Regions from separate parts of the Sus scrofa genome. Here region 2 is linked to region 1. The links are chromatin contacts, called in public promoter capture Hi-C maps. All regions are on one chromosome and are shown on one strand. Each heading gives the region's core, a stretch centred on a gene start, on an enhancer-like site or on the middle of the called end of the contact. The rest is flanking DNA. Distances are from core to core; before and after follow the strand shown.

What was found. Promoter capture Hi-C pulls out the DNA fragments that hold promoters and counts their contacts.
Region 2: a promoter capture Hi-C map of liver shows a contact between it and region 1, with 9 times the contacts expected there. The contact joins the promoter of LOC110259471 here to the promoter of FAM111B in region 1. A contact is called at or near these places in 3 of 5 promoter capture datasets (fetal liver, fetal skeletal muscle and liver), 20 of 47 Hi-C or Micro-C datasets (alveolar macrophages, brain, embryonic fibroblasts and 10 more) and 2 of 2 datasets of contacts at active chromatin or transcription factors (alveolar macrophages and skeletal muscle).

Annotation. Positions count from the first base shown.
Region 1 is chr2:12,278,006-12,280,705 of Sscrofa11.1, forward strand. FAM111B (protein FAM111B) reads right to left here and starts at 1,381. Exons shown (of 4, transcript XM_003353861.3): 1 at 1,184-1,381; 2 at 837-886. It overlaps GLYATL2 (glycine N-acyltransferase-like protein 2), which reads left to right and starts at 2,088. Exons shown (of 8, transcript XM_005660879.3): 1 at 2,088-2,201.
Region 2 is chr2:12,471,515-12,474,214 of Sscrofa11.1, forward strand. LOC110259471 (macrophage-expressed gene 1 protein-like) reads left to right here and starts at 1,413. Exons shown (of 1, transcript XM_021084736.1): 1 at 1,413-2,700. The coding sequence starts at 1,413.

The DNA.
Region 1 (2,700 bases), core at 131-2,630:
AGATATATGAAACAATAAGTTTTGAACACCTGTTGTCAGGCAGGGCAGAGCAGTGATGTCTAACCCCAGGAGAGGGTAATCAGAGGTAAGACCTCAGAGCTGTTAGCTTATAGCCTGGGGAGTGTTTCCAGGCTGTGTGTCAGGGAAGCGGGACACAAGCAGAGCCTGTCAGTTTCCTTGAGTTGAGAAGAGAAACTAAGAGTCACGGAGGGCCCAGGGGGCTAGAGTTTGTAGAGAAGAGTACTAGAAAGCTACAGCTGCCCAGATGGAGGAAGTGTGGCAGATCTGTACTGGGTTCCCTTCCCTTGAAACTGCAGCTTAATATTGCTCAGTGCATGAGTGTAAGAAACTGCTAGAAGCCAGGAGAAGAACTGCCCAACAGGAAAAAAAGGAACAATTCTGAAGCCCATACAGGGTTGAGAATAGTTTCTGTTTCCCAAAGGCAAACTAGAAAACTTCATAATTCATAATATACCAGGCAGTCTCTTCAGAAAGGTATTGCCTCTACACTCAATAGGACAAAATTAGTCCTAGATAAAGGCCACTCTGGTCTCACCTGACAAAGTTTAAAAGCAAGGCTTGGAAGGATGACTCTGTTTCCAAACTGTGCACTAGAAGGAAGTTCTAGAATATTGATGAGAATAGAAGCATTTCTTGAACACCCCCCCCCCATGTGAAATCGGCAATGCTTGATGTCCAGTCAAAAATTACCAGGCATAAAAAAGAAGCAGGAAAATATGATCCACAATGAGGAGAAAAATTAGTGAAAAGGAACAGATCCAGAAGTGGACACAGCTGACAGAACTAGGAGACGAGAATATTAAGACAGTTATTACCTTAGACGTCTGGCCAAATAAAGTGCCAGGGACCGGATTTACCCTCCAGTCTGAAAGCAAAACGGACAAAAGTAGGCAAAATCGATGGAACAGTAACTTCCAAGGAACTTACATGCGCCCCCCTCCCTCCCTCCAAAGCCCCACCGCACCTCGGTTGGAACAGCTACCTAGACTATCTCAAAGCCTTTCCAGGTGTAAAACTCTTGAGGCTGGGGAGTGGTTTACCACAACGGGAGGATGCCTCAGTCCCTCTCCCTCCAAAACCTCCTAGGATCTGGACTGAGATCCTTCTAGCTAGCGCCCTTGACAACCATCCCCTAAGAACTCCCACCGGAGGAGCCACTCACAGAAGCTGTGAATCTGCCCCAACAGTGTCTGTGCCAGCCTTGCTGGGATCCAGAAGAGGGGCGATGACGGCGCTTCGCTGAGGCTTCCTGGAATGTTCACCCTAGCAAGTGAAAGCGAGCAATGCGCCAGGGAGTAGACCGTCGGGCGGGAAGCTGCAGAGGCTGTCTGCGCTCTTCCGACAGACACTCATCCACTTTGGAAGCCGATTGGCCGATTCCGGCCTCTGAGCGGGTGCCAGAAAAAGATGGGTGTGGACTGCATCACGCGGGGTAACGGGGAGAGACGTGCCCAGCCGCGCAGATGGCCGTGATTACCCCGCCCCGGTCCTGTTCATCCATTCCCTTCCCACCCTAGGTCCACAGCCAGCTTCCTTGTTCCGGGTCAAACTTGGAGCAGTTATTTCCCTTCATCCCTGCCCGCCAAATCTGCATCTATTGTAGTCGGGAGAGTTGCTGAGCTAGCGAGGGGCGGTAGAGGGAGGAGCGTTCTGCCCGAGGGTCAAATTACACAGTGGCGGCTTGGGGTGGGAACGGTGAGCCCCGGAGTCGGAAGAGCAGGCCCAACAGCCTGGTCGCTGAAGCTGAGTGAGCGGCCATCGCATCCCCTCAGCCACTCCAGGATGGGCAGCAGCAGTGGACTGAGCTTCCCAGGAGAGGCTCCTGGCCCGGAACCTGCGGGGTTGTGGCCGTACACTTCGCCAGCTTCCAGCGCATGAAGTGGCCCAAAGCAGGCGGCAGACTTGGTGTCCCCCGCAAAAGTGACAACTTCATCTAGAGGCTGTTGCACAGAAACTCTCCAACCAGGAGGAAGAGACCAGCAGCTGCCCTCTCGGTTCCCAGAACGTGCATTAGAAATTTCCAGTCCTAAGGGGGCTGCAGCGTTACCCATCTTCCAACTGATGACCAAAAAGTGGGCTTGAGAAAACATTTTACCGTTTAAGAAACTGAACAGGAGGGGGTGCCTTCGTTTTGGATGCTATTTTTGAGAAGCTGGTCAAAGAAGGGGAAAATAGAACTGGTAGGTGATGAGTAACCCTTCCTTTTGAAGTAGAATGGATGTTTATGTAAAGACTGATGGTGTTGGGATACTACTGACAGCTTTTCTGGACTTAATGTAAACTATATACAGAGCAACTGTGATCATTGTTTAAATTCCAGGTGCTCAGTGGGGTTTGGACAGAGTGAACCTTAGAAGTGTAATTGTAAAAATAATATGAAAAGGCTGGAAGAAAAGAGAAAAACTATGATAATTTGATCAAATCACGGCTCTTCTTTAAATCATCTTAAAGTGGTACAAGTGACCGGTACTAACATACACAGAAGGAGGACAAATTTTTGCCCAAGGGGACTTGCTGATTCTCATTTCTTTGTAGACTGGAGATGTTAAAAAAAAGTTATGAAAAGTAAGAGGCGTAGGGGAGGGTGCTGTTGATGTTGCCTGATGTTTCTGAGGACGGAGAATTTGTCCTGGAAAGGATCATAACTTCAGGAGTACTCGTATTTGCCATGGTCACTAA
Region 2 (2,700 bases), core at 163-2,662, 190 kb after region 1:
AATACCCATTTCTCTGGAGTGTCAGCACTTCCCTACGTGATGGGAAGAAAAGACCAAGCACACTACTGCAAACAGGTGTAACGGAGTGATACCTCCCTGTTAGGCAATCCCATACGCCCTTTCCAGGAGCTTCTTTAACTGCAAAAGCCCCAGGAGAGACAGAAATCAAGAAGCCCCTGACACTGAAGAGGAAGAAGCCCCAAGCTCAGATCCATGGATGGAAAGTGTGCTTTGGCCTCGGATGAACCTGGATTCAAATGCTAGTTCCACTGTCTACCTACCTGTGACCATGGGTACTTTACCAGACTTCTCTCGGCCTGTTTCCTACTGTGTAGGAAGAAACCAAGGAGAGGTTACAATAGAATTATAAAGCACTAGCCCAGGGTAAGAGCAGCTGCTGATCTCAAGGGGAGAAAAGCCCTGGAGAGCTCTAAGCAGATGGAATAGGAGCAGAAAAATTCTTGGGCCCCAGACTGTCTGTGGAGTGTGTGACACCCCCTTGAGAAGTTCTGTCCTGACCATATGCCAAGGCTCTGGAGCACCGGCACTGCCAACCCTGTTTTATTTATTTACTTATTTATTTTAGAGCTGCCCTAAGCCTGCCCTTGTCCAGAAAGGGGCTCTTTTCTGGAATATCTGCTGAAGGCCCACAAAGACATCAGCCGGGAGTGAATGTGACCTCCAGCCACAGTGTCTGCCAGCTGACTGGTCAACCAGGGAGAGACCCAGTTTTCCTGGGCTATTTTCTCACCCAGCCTGAGCTTGAAACTTACGTAACAGGACTCTACTGCATCCTGTGGCCAGGACCCAAGGAGGGACTAAAACACCAGGTTTTCAGTAGAGAAGTTTTGATTTTTTTTTTTTTTTGTCTTTTTAGGGCCACACCTGCTGCTGCATATGGAAGTTCCCAGGCTAGGAGTGGAATCAGAGCTGCAGCTGCCAGGCTATACCACAGCCATGACAACACAGGAACTGAGCCACATCTGCAACCTACACCACAGCTTGCAGCCACACCAGATTCTTAACCCACTAAGCAAGGCCAGAGATCAAACCCAAATCCTCATGGACACTAGTCCAGTTCTTGATCCCACGGAGCCACAACGGGAATTCCCTTGATGAATTCAAGATAGCCTTGGGGCAATGACCTCTTCAGCAGTTTAATGACCCCCTTCCCTGACCCAAAGCTTGGAATCAGTTTCATTCCCCTTGTTCTTCTGATAAGAGATCTACTTTCCCTCTGTCCTCTAAAGATCTCTAAGAGAGGGGCCTGAAAAGGGGCTGTTTCTAGGGGAGGGGCCTGAGGTGGGCCGAGTCCCTGACTAGAGGCTCTGGGCATATTTAGCTCCCAAGCCAGGGACTTCTCCAAAGGGACCCCAAGACCGGAGGAGCACAGGCGAAGCTCTTCTCCAGCCATGGCCCTGTTCCTTGCGCCCCTGCTGCTTTTCCTCTTGGCCGCACACAGTGGCATGGGCGAACAGGGACTGCACGGCTTCCAAAGCTGCAAGCAGATGTTGAATGTGTCAGTGCTGGGCGCCCTGCCAGGAGCTGGCTGGGACAACCTGCGCAACGTGGAGCTGGAGCAGGTGCTGAGGCGAGACTATTCGCAATGCCTCACCTCCGAGGACGGCGAGTACCTCATCCCCGACCAGATGAGTGTGGTGCCGCGGCGGGAGAGTGTCGTGGAGTCCCGCGCGGAACTCATTGACAACTGGGTCAACTACACCGACATCTGGGCGGCCTCCATCAACGCTGAGGTCTCCTTCCTCTCCAAAATCAATGGGAAGTTCTCCACGGAGTGCCAGCAGGTCAAGAAGTACAACCTGGAGTACAAGACCGTCACGATGCGGGTGCAGATCCGCCACCACATCTACTCTGTGAAGGCCTCCGAGAGTCCCGACTTCCACCCCGCCTTTCTGCAGCATCTGCTGACCCTCAGCGAATACCTGGAGAACAACCAGACCCACGAGGCCGAGTACCTGGCGGATATGCTAGTGTTCAGGTTCGGTACGCACGTCCTCACTGATATGGAAGTCGGAGCTACCTTGGTGCAGGAGGACCAGGTGAGGAGGGAGCTGGTGGAGGGGATAACCCAAAACAAGATCAACATCACCCTTGCTGCCTCGGCCTTGTTTTTCAAAAAGGTCAACTTTGCAGCCGAAGCCTCCTGGCAGAAGCAGAACCAGCTCCTGCAGGACTATGTGCGGGGCACGGTGGCCTCCAAGATTCACAGCCACGGCGGCGTGCCCTTCTACCCCGGCATTACCCTGCAGAAATGGCAGGAGAGCATTGGCAACCGGCTGGTGGCCATCGGCAGATCGGGCCTGCCTCTGCCCGAGCTGCTCCTGCCTGAATCGCTGCCCCAACTCCCAGCGCCCGCCGTGCGACGCCTGGCGGCCGCCGTGCAAAACGCCATCAAGCGCTACTACGCGGTCAACACGCATCCGGGATGCTTGAAGCTCGGGGAGCCCGGCTTTGACCCCCAGGCCAATGTAGACGACGGCTCGTGCAAAAGCAGCCACCGTGCCAATTTCCCCTTCGGCGGCGTCTTCCAGGAGTGCCAGGTGGTGTCCGGGAAGGATGCCAAGGACCTCTGCCAGCCCTATCGCATCGCAAACCCGCTCACCGGCAAAGCCTCTTGCCCGGCCAATTACACAGCCAGCGCCCTGAGCAGCCAGCTGAAGACGTGGAGCGAGGTCCGTC